Linked DNA regions of Anser cygnoides: region 2 is linked to region 1. The links are chromatin contacts, called in public Hi-C maps. All regions are on one chromosome and are shown on one strand. The core of a region is the stretch at or near the end of the contact, and the rest is flanking DNA. Distances in the headings are between cores, read along the strand shown.

What was found. Hi-C and Micro-C count contacts between places; a contact is called where the count stands out from the background.
Region 2: a Hi-C map of liver shows a contact between it and region 1, with 17 times the contacts expected there. The contact joins the enhancer-like site here to the promoter of WTIP in region 1. A contact is called at or near these places in 3 of 7 Hi-C or Micro-C datasets (fetal liver and liver).

The regions. Positions count from the first base shown.
Region 1 is chr12:10,013,292-10,018,705 of Taihu_goose_T2T_genome, reverse strand. It overlaps WTIP (WT1 interacting protein), which reads right to left and starts at 2,028. Exons shown (of 8, transcript XM_013176618.3): 1 at 1-2,028. The coding sequence starts at 1,385. It overlaps LOC136791767 (a long non-coding RNA gene), which reads left to right and starts at 3,645. Exons shown (of 3, transcript XR_010834352.1): 1 at 3,645-3,888.
Region 2 is chr12:10,143,074-10,148,487 of Taihu_goose_T2T_genome, reverse strand. No RefSeq gene overlaps it. Among named protein-coding and RNA genes, the nearest start is that of GPI, 25 kb to the left of the region's middle. Within about 2 kb of position 2,732, at least 2 of the 3 cell types and tissues checked have open chromatin away from gene starts, as enhancers often do. A contact at or near this core is called in fetal liver and liver, where this site is marked.

The sequences.
Region 1 (5,414 bases), core at 779-3,278:
TAGGGGAGCTTGAATTTGGGAGCCGAGGCCGAGCCTTTGGTGGGGCTGTAGGCGTAGGGGGACGCGGCGTCGGGGCCGCCACCGCCAGCCGGGTGCTGCTGGTCGTGGCGCGGCGGGGACTGGGCATGGATCTTGTGGTAGCCATCGGGCAGCTCGGGCACCACGCAGTCCTCCTGCAGGCCGGGCCCCAGCAGCGAGGAGCGGGGCGAGGGCAGCTGCAGCTCGGGGTAGGCGCTCATGGAGCCGCGGGAGCTCCGCGAGCTCTGGCTGGAGATGCTGGAGCGGGGGCTGACCACGGCAGCGCCCTGCACGCCGCGGCCCTCGGGGGGCCCGCAGAGGCTGGAGCGGGGGCTGGCCACGGCCAGGCCGGCGGCAGCGGCCCCGTCCAGCTCGGCGCCGCCCGGCGGGCCGTACCTGGAGTCCGAGTAGCTGGAGCGGGGGCTGGTGGGGCACGAGTACTGGCTGGCGGTGCTGGAGCGGGGGCTGGCGTGGCGCTGGTCGTAGCCCATGCTGATGCCGCTGGTGCGGTTGCTGCTGGGCTTGCTGCCGCCGCCACCGCCGCCGTCGTAGCTGGTGAGGCTGGCGCGGGGGCTGGAGTGCTTGCTGGTGTCGCTGGCCGTGCTGGCGTAGCTGGAGCGGGGGCTCAGCGCCGCGCCGTCGTACTGCACCAGGCTGCCGCGGGGGCTGCCGTACTTGTCCTGCCCGGGCACCACCAGGCTGGAGCGGGGGCTCGAGAACTTCTCGTAGGGCAGCGAGCACCCCGCGCCGCCCAGGCTGGAGCGGGGGCTGGAGAACTTGCCGTGCTCGGCGCCGGGGCCCGGCGAGGCGGCGGCTGCGGCGGGAGCCAGGCTGGCCCGGGGGCTGGCGGCTCCGTACTTGCCGTCGGGGCCCCCGGCCGCCCTCCCGCCGCCCTTGGCCACGTAGCCGCCGTCGTAGGCGCTGCCGGCGGCGTAGCGGTAGCCCTCGGCCGAGTAGCGCTTGCCCTTGTCGGGGAAGCCGCTGTAGCAGGGCAGCGCCACCTCGGAGCGGGTGCACAGCCCCTCCTCGCAGCACGGCGGCCCGGCGGCCGGCGGCGGCGGCTCGGCGCGGCCGTTGGCGGCGCGGAGCGGGGCGGCGGGCGGGTAGGCTTTGCCGCAGGGGGCGGCGGGGAAGGGGAAGGCTTCGGCGGGCGGCGGCGGCGCGGCGGTGCCGTTCATCTTGCGGCCCCGCTGCTCCGCCGGCATGTGGGCGGCCAGCACCCGCTTGGTCTCCTCCAGGTCCGGGGGGAGCGGCGGGTCCCGGCGGCCGCCCCGGCCGTACGGTGCCTCCGGGCAAGGCTCGTAGAGGGACAGATCTTCCAGGAGCTTGGTGGCCTTCAGTGCCATGTCCTCCTCGTACTTCTCCATGCTCGGCCGGAGCCCGGCGAAAGTCTCCGCGAAGGCGCAGTCCAGAGGAGGAAAAGATTAAAAAATAAATAAAGTAAAAAAAATAAAAACCCGCCCCCAAAAGAAAGCCCCTCGACAGGACACAGCCGGCGGGACGCAGCTCCTTCCCCGGCGGGCGGCCCGGGCTGCGAGCAGGCTGGGCGGCGATCACCTCGGCGGCATCCCGGCTCTGCACGGCTCGGCGCGGCCGGGCTGCCCAGCGGCGGGCGGCGAGCGGAGGCGAGGAGCCCCTGTGTCACTTTCCAGCCTTAAATAAGTTGCTGGGTCCAGTCAATGGCGCGCTGCGCGGAGGAATTTGCGCTCGGCGGCTCCCTGCCCCCGCCGCCCCCGGCCGGCCGCCCCGCGGCGGGGCCGCGGCTCCTGCCCGCACCCCCGGGCGGGGGCGAAGGCGGCGGCCGGTCCGTGAGGGGCTTCGCGGGGCGGCCGGCGGGGCGCGGGGCGCGGCGAGGCAGGGACTCCTTTGTGTGGGGCAGGAATGCGAGGAAGGAGACTGGGCGCTGCGTCCCGCTGGAATGTAGTTAATGCCGGAGCCAAACAATGATTTGCACCGAGTCAGGCGGGGAGAGGGCGGCCGCGGCGGCGGGGCCGGCGGCTTCCCCTCAGCGCGGCCCACTCCCGAGCGCCGCTGCCCGGGGCTGTCACCGCCACGGGGCTCGGCCGGGGGCTGAGGGGAGTCCCCGGCCCTGAGGGGGGGTCCCGGTGCCGGGCGGGGGCGGCCGCGGCCCCGTTTCCCGCTCTCGGCCCTGACTGGAACTTTCGGCCGGGGCGCGCCCCCCGCGGGCAGGGGCTGAGGCGCGGCCGCTGCGAGCGGCTCCCACCTGTGCCGGAGCCCCGGCACCTGAGGGCTGCTTGTACTTATTGGCTTCGTTTTTAAATAAATAAATAAATAAAAGCAATACCGGGACGCGATGAACGCGCCGTGGCCCAAAGCAATCTGCGAATTGACATAAGCTTGAAAAAAGCTTGCTGCTGTTTGTGTAATTTTGCGAAAGCTTTATCTGTTGATCCCGTAACAAACACGGTGCTGCTTGGTATTTACGTTTGTATACACACAGCAGTCTGTCAGAAAACACCAGTCTACTGAGCTGAGACCTCCGATGTGAAACTGTAGCCTACAGTTAATTTTTTTATAAGTACAACTCCCTGATGAGCATCAGTGTTGATCTCAGAAACACTGAGGAAGCCCGAGCAATAGGTACCTGAGCAGTGTCAATGCAATGAGAGAAATATGTTGCAAGTTTGTGCTGCAGGTGCTCTGTCCCTGCCAAGAACATTTTATCCTGTTATCATACCTAATTAAACATTAAAAGCAACTGTGTACTTGAAAATGTCCCCAGCTGTGGAGGGCAATTGATTGGCAATCTGTTTGTGTGTGCAAAAAACATTAAAAAAAAAAAAAAAAAAAAAAAGAAATCTAGCAAACCATCTAAATGTGCAAAACCAGCCCTGAAAAGCAAACCTGTTAGACATGGAAGAGGCTGTTCACTGTTGATGTGAACGTATGTGTACATCAGCAACCCATCTTGGGAGTCAACCACTTTTCTGCTACGTTTTCACATCTCCAGCGGTCTCATTACACTTTCTGCTGGTATCACCACATGCTTCCAGAGGTTACTTCCCAGAAGTAGTATCTCACCTCTGGTCTGCAGGTGCGCGACCGCTGAAAGCACCTCTTGCTGTAGCACATCCTGGCACGTACCGCCGCGGTTCCAAACAACACGCAGCGCAGGCCCTGGGCGATGGCAGCAGAAGCCTCCCTGCGAAGGTGCCATGGCGCTGACCTGGATCACAGCAGCATTTCAATTCCCTGCTCCACTCAAGCCTTGTGCTTTCTGGTGAAGCTGAGGCTCCTTCTGCAGCACGCACAGAAATCCCAGTTAACTTGAGTGCTGAGCCAGGGACTCCTGCACAAAGTGCACTACGGGCAGTGGGCATCTCACAGGCTGCTGCCTTCAAGCATGCGGGTGCTGAGCTCCTCCGTTTCTGGTTCCTGGGGCCTTTGCTAGGATGATCTGTCCTCTGACTGGCTGTGGATTACTCACTGACAGTTTTTATTAGGTTGTCTTCTTGTGAATCTAGGAGAGGCTCATGGACAACCTGGGAACCTAGGCCATCAGAGCACCTACAGAAAAGCTAATTTATTGTATTTCTTTTTTTTTTTTTTTAACTTCTTAACGGTAGGTAACTCTATTATTAATCAAACAGGGTGTGGAGAGCATATCCTGAGGGGCTCTGCCTGTGTGCTTGCACAAGGAAGGATTCTGAGCAGCTGTTTTTAGGAGCCAAACAGTGGGAACTGCAGAGCTGATGCTGTGTGAAGTCAGAAGCATAAGCTCAAGCGGAGGAGCTTGTTGTCCTCCCATAGCTCTGTCTTCTGAGCCACAAATCAGCCCTCATTCTGCCTTCAGCACAGTCTGATGCTGCTGCTGCCAGCAGGTTGCAAGTTCTTACAGTAAGCCTCTCGGTATGTAAGTAGTTAAAGCACGTGCTTTCTTTAGTATGAACTCATGGGAAAAACATACTGGGGACTGAGAGAGTCTGGGGAATCTACGGAAATAGCCCTTTTTAGTAAGCAATTTGGATCAAACGATGAAAATCACTTATGTTTACTGTTGAAAGCTTATGCTCAAAAAGTAAATCCTCAAAGCAAGGCCCAGTCAAGTCTGTTGCAGCCCTGGGCCAGAGTATTCCTGCACAGTGTTCCTGTCTCAGCCCTACAGCAGGGGCTATACTACAGACCCGCTCTTCTCCAGTAAATCGTACTCCTGTCATACACATAATGAACATAACATTTATCCACACTATAGCCACAGATGTAGCCCACATGGGTGAAATAAATATGTTTGCAGTGGTACATAACACACTATAGCACTGCTGCATTTCTCATAGAGGACCATATGTGCTGAGTTGTGCAAACAAGAAGTGTAGAGTTTAAACTGCTGTCGCTATAATAAGTACCCCCATCATTCTCCTTACTATTATATAAAAGAAAAACCAAAGTACTAGGCAATTACAGCTTGACAGTCCTGACATGTTTTTCTCCCCAATTTGTTTAAAATAAATTTGCTTACTATTTACAACCAGATGTAAGTATGTATATTGCAAAAAGACTTGTGCAACTAACAACATGAGCTATCACAGAGTATTATAAAAGACGAACTCCATTTCTTAATTTGTTGTGGTAATCCTTGTGTCTGATTTTAAGTTATATCAGCAAAACAGGTATTAAGGAAAGCCAGCTGCTTCTGTTAAATAAACTCCTTTGTTTAAGACTTAAAGGGAGCAAAAAAGCCAGGTGGAGTTATTGATCTGTGAATATCATCCGGCTGGGCCTCACAGGCAGTACACTTCTGTTTCTTCTAATTGCCAGTGCCTTCAAGAAATGCTGGCCAAACCAACAGGCAGGGAAAATTAATGGTCTGCTGGGGATTATGTCTCCCTGAGTTGCAAACAGTTTATTACCAACAAAGCAGAGAATCTGTAGATACAAGAATTCACTGGTAAAACCTTGGGCCTATTGAAGACAATAGAAAAAAATCCCACTGTTGCAGCATATCTTATAACATGTCTTTACTGTGACAATGTAGGAAGGAGTTTGTTGTCTGACTCATCAATTTAACAATTTGAAGCTACTATGCAGATTTGCATGTTGATTTGGGTGCTACCTGACTTTTTGCAAATTCCCTCCTTCTCTCCCATAGCGAGAAAACAATGAAATCATACTCTGAAATCCACAATGTGAGGAAGACTTACAGAGGTTACTGTTCTGTCTCAAGTTTTGAAATTGTATTGGTTTCTTGGTGAAGTACGTAATGATTATTCTTTTCCTTTTTTCTGTTCTGAGCCTGATTAAAAAGAAATACTTGTGAAGCTCATACAAAAATTACATTGACTAATGTATTTATTTTGAGAGAAGGGACTGAAGATTTTGTTTTCTTTGAAGTTGTCGTTGTGTTTTATATTTCTTTGTTTTGCTTGGGTCTTATATGT
Region 2 (5,414 bases), core at 1,483-3,982, 130 kb before region 1:
GGACGCTGTTTCTGCTACTAGAGCTCTAGTGAATCAGTTTAAATTTTGTGCAATACCAAGCTAGGTAGGTGAACAAAACCCCAAGAGTTCTTCATGAATAGTGCTCTCATAATGAAAAGGCCTAATCTCGTCAGTTCTGACTGGGAAACTAAGGGACGTGGCTGAGTGTCCTGATGAGACAGTATTATCATTATTTATGCTGCAGGAGAAAATAAAAGCTACTAGATGGGCCAAGAAACACAGAAATAGTTTTTCTTCTGGAGAACATCGAATTCCAGTGAGACAGAAAATGTGAGGAAAAGAGAACATTTTGTTGTATATATTTTTTGACAGTTATCTAGAAAGGAAGTTATATGCCTAAACTAAGCAGACACTCATCAGTCCTTTGAGCTGGAACAAGATCTTCTGATCCTCAGCCCAGTGTGTTAGCCACAAGACACATTTCTCTTGAAGGCCTCAGGAAAACACAGTATGGGAGTGCGTCAGTGTAGGCAGGTAAGTCAATGATATATGTATGTAAAATAGCACTGTAAGTGTTAAACATGGTACATTGATTACATAATAATAACATTCACAGGAAAAATTGATCTGTGAATGTATTTAAAGAGTTCTTGAGAAGAAAATTACTTAAGATAATTTAATATTTTTAAAGAAAATGATGTGAATTTCACCTTGTATTCCTACTGGATGTGCACTTGTTATAGGCTGTGTGATAACCTGATAACCAGAGTAAACGAAGAATGTTTGCATTATAATTTGGTCTAAAGAGACAGCCTGTAAGCTATGATTACAGCAAAGATACCTGCACTTTTGTTTAAAGAAAATTTTATTATAATTGATAAGTGATCCCCTTTGGCCCAATTTGCAATTATCTGATCTGTTGGGTTGTTCTAATTTCCAAACTATCCAGCACTAAATTCAGAGTTCCTGCAGGCTTAATGATCATAACGGTTTGAGCTTGAACTGCTTGAAGAAAGGTAAGATTGAGCAAAATTTCCCAGGCTGCACTGAAAACCCAAACTGAATCCATTGCTGTTCTGCAAGAACAAAAAGCACTTGCAGATCTGGAGTGTCATGCTTCAGCAGGTGAGCCATGATTCTATATAGATTAGTCAAATAAAAAGAATTTTTTTTTCCTCATTTGTTCATATTGCCTGGAAGAACATGACAATGAAAGTGCTTAAATTTGCATATTCCTAGAAGTATTCTGCTGTAGCAATTCCTGCTGCTATTTTTTCTTGAAAGGAAATGGATTTTGGAGAGAACATTGCTAAGTAGATACGTTCAACATACAACAGAGTTATGAAGTCTAGAGCATTAAAGTTTCACAATCTGGTTTTCAGTAGCAGTAGGAGCTTAAATCAATAGGATAACTTTTCATAAAGACATTTATGATTAGTCTGACTTATTTTTAAATTGTATTCAGTGACGTTAACTTAGGTGGCTTGCACTTTAGGACTGTCTCTCCAGTCTTCTCAAGAAATGCATTTGTAGCCATAACACCGTTTTAATTTTACAGACAAATTTCTACGCAGCTTTGCTTTTTTCTCTGATAAATTATCTGATAGGTCTTTTTAACATTTGCTTTATTTCCCAAATCCATTATATATATTAAAATAAAAAAAATATAAAAAATATATTAAATAAATATATATTAATATATTATATATAATATATATAATATATAATATATATAATATAATATATATATATATAAAATAAATAAATAGATATTTAAAAAAAACTAAATAAAAAAAATAAAACTAAATAAAACTAAAGGGCTTTTGGCATGGCTCCGTGGCTGGATGATCTGTGGTCTAGCAGCAGTGGTTCCTGAACTACTTAAGAAAGCAGTATTAGAAGAGACAGTACAAGGCATCATATGGAGGTTCACTGGAGTTCTCCACAACTCTCCATCAATAACTATATGAGTTCTGATCTTCACTAGCCTTCTAACACATACCATTTGGAGTTGGAAGAGTTATGATGATCTATGGCCTAAGCCATGTTCAGTTCACAGGTTATATAGCTGCTACCCCTAATAGTAGTAGATTTCAGAATGACAAGCAGAAAAAGGAAAAGGTATGGAGTCTTCATCCATTCCAATGTTAAAGTGTGGAGCGTGGTATAATGGTGGAGGACTGCTGGCCAATATGCATGTATACCAGCTTAATAATACTCTTTAATTCTATTTGCATGGGATTGAGATTTTACTGAGAAGGCCTCTTATCTCACCGTTCAAAACTAGGCGGTCAGATACAAGTGAAAATGTCACATTGACGTAAACAGACATTGATCTGGTTGTTGGATTATTAACTGCAGTCAGGAAGCAATTCTCGAGACATGTATTTTGCAACAATTTTGGACTGTTTCAGCCTGGCTACAGATATGCTTCTCTGTAGAGTGAGAGTTAAAAGCAAGCCTCCATGCTGAGGCAGACACATGTGAGGAACCTAAAACGCAGTCTGTACGATCTAACTTGGTTTCATAGATCTCTTCAGAGGTAAGCAGTATTTAATGATAAAAAGCACCAATTTTATTTGGAATGTGTACCTTTGGGACAAAATTAAAGTTACAGGAGAGGAATGATACTAGCTGTTCGACTGTGGTAGAGAAGCAATGTTTGCTGGAACAAAATAAATATGGTGATGTCCTCAAACTTGGGGATACCTTTACTAAAAAAAGTATACATCAGTGTGTGTGTGTGTATATATATATATATATATATACACTTACTGGTGGGAGTTGTGTATACACACACACACACACACGTATATATTTAAGTACATCAAACTTTCTTTCCTCTTTAAACCCTCAGAGATCTTCCTCCTGGGAGATACCGACATTCCCTTCATATTGGGTGGATTTACCGCAAGGAAAGCTAGAGGAAACTTAAAAGTGTCCGATTTTATTTAAAACCTTGGTGGTCTTTAACGGCTGCCCCACAGTTCCAGCCTGGTACAAACTTAAACAGAGCTCTTTGTTGCTCTTGAATGTGACATAATCCTTTCATCTGGCATGCTGAATGAAGTATGCACATGGCTTTTTTGCTACCCCTGCTGGGCTGCCTTGTTACACCTTCAGAGCAAACCACCCCCCAGTAAAAAAAAAAAAAAAAAAAAAAGGGGGCAAAAAAAAAAAAAGCTTGGACTCTGTCATCCACCCTAACGCCAATAAACAACAGATAACTATGGCATCTTTTGGCTTTAAAATGTTGCCCCTAGTTAAACTTGTGTGTTGAGGAAGGAAACAGCTCCCCACATCATTGTTTCAAGCAGATACAGATACAGAGTACATTTTTTTGTTGTTTGCATGTTTGCTAATTTGAAGCTCTTTGAAGAATCCTACAGGGAGATCAAAGACAAAAGATTAGAACGTTTTTAATAAAGTGAAGAAGGATCAGGTTAGATCAAAGGGACAAGCTGACAGGAAATAAGTAGGTGCCGTTGTTGGCTGACACTTGCATGCTGTAGGGTGATTTCTGTGTTAATGTGAGGTCAGAAGGAGGATTGCTTTACATCTTATTGTCTCCAGACTTTGCTGACTGGGTGTGTCTTTGTACTTTGCTTTAATCTCAAAAATTAAAACCCATAAAGTCACAGTTTGGCTCAGCCACATGATTTTTCTAGTTATTTAGCTTTGATTTTTAAATAAAAATAAAATTTGGAATGCATCAGCAGGGTATGGAGGTAATTAATTGGTCTGCAAAGGGTTTTGGCTACAGGAGTACTCATTATCAGAGGTACTGGGCCTCAGTTATCCCCAGTGTCTTTTCACTGACTTTAAGGGAATTAAATCTTACCGCACTGTCCCTCTGAGGATATGTTTTCTTTATGTATGCTAAGGCCTTGTGTGCTCACAGGTTGTACCACCATAATTAAAGCAGGACAATGAAATTAATAGATCTCCTTTAGTTTGGATGCAGTTTTTATTGATACAGAGCTGGTAATTGGATAGAGTTTAGATCCCTGAGAGAATAAAGTGACGCTTCTAACCAGAATGGACACTCTGCTCACTGGCCTCCTTGTGATCTTCAGCATTTAGGTTGTGGTGGATGCATGGTAATCTTTGGCATCCTGGCATATGCGTATCAGAAGTAAGCAGCTACACAAAATATGATTATTTTCTAATAAGAAATCACCCTTCTGCATGATGTAGCTAGGAGCTAATTTGAGTGCTTGAAGACAGTTCCAAGAAAACAAGCCTTTTTTTTTTTTTTCCCCCTATATGGTGGGTGATTTTACAGTTGCACAGAGCTTGATCTCCCCATGTGTCTTCACAGGTGAAGGGAACAAATTTTTGAGAGGTTTGTGTGACTTTTTCTCCATTAGCAGGAAACCTCCTCTGCCCGAAAGGACGTTTGAAGGTAAACATGCAGGATTGGGCCCAAACAAAAAATGCTTGTTTTGTTCTGCAAACACGAGGGCTAATAGCATTAGCTTTCTGTTCTACACAAGGACATGCACAGTTCCTCTTTTTGCACCAGGGTTTTTTGCTGTCCTAATGCAGAGTATGGCACTCCAGTGATTAGATAATTATTGCTTACACCACATCAAATAAAGTGTCTTTTTTTATCCAGTCATGTTAAATTGAAATTGCGGGTTTTGTTATGGCCCTAGCAGAAAAAGCTGTGCTCAGCGCCTTGCTTGTTACTACAGTACAGGTAATTATCACATTTTATGAAAAGATTTAGAGAAATGTATTTTTATTGCATTTTGTTATTTTTGTCTTGCAGTCAGTTAATGTAACTGAGTGATCACTCTACAAAACCAAACGAAAGTATTCAGTAAAATGAAGGTGCCTAAAATTAATGAGGCAAAGAAAAACGAAGGAAGAGGTTAGCTCACGTTTAGGAAAGTGAGGATAGTTTGTGAGCCTCAAAGGCATGTTAGTACTGGGTGAAACTAATATGCACAAGTGAGGAAAAATGTTCCTTTTCACTGTGCTGCTGCTGAACAGAGCTTCTCTTTCCTGGTGCACATGGCTCGAAGCCAAAACTTCACATACTGTACTGTTGTTTGCTGCTTGTACACATGCATTATCTAGGGTTCCTGATTAAAAGCAGCATGGCAGATTGTATGAAGGGCTGCTGTTTTGGAGCCAATTTTATGATGCAGTCAGGATTCATTTTCAGTAGAGCTGACCTTGGGCATGCAGTGCTATTAAGCCAACAGCTGAGAATGGCATATGGGAAGAAGACAACCTGATTTGATTTGGAACATAGTCCCATTTTCTTTATTTGATCACATTCTGTGGAGCCTCCTGGGTTGCCAGTCTGCTATTTTTCATGTCCAGTGGGCTCTAATTAAAATGACTTCTAAATCAGATATATGCAGTGTTCAGAAGGGGGAAAACAGAAGTGAATGCTCCTCGAATGCTCAAAGTGCTTCTGTGTGGTCATTGTAATGGCACAT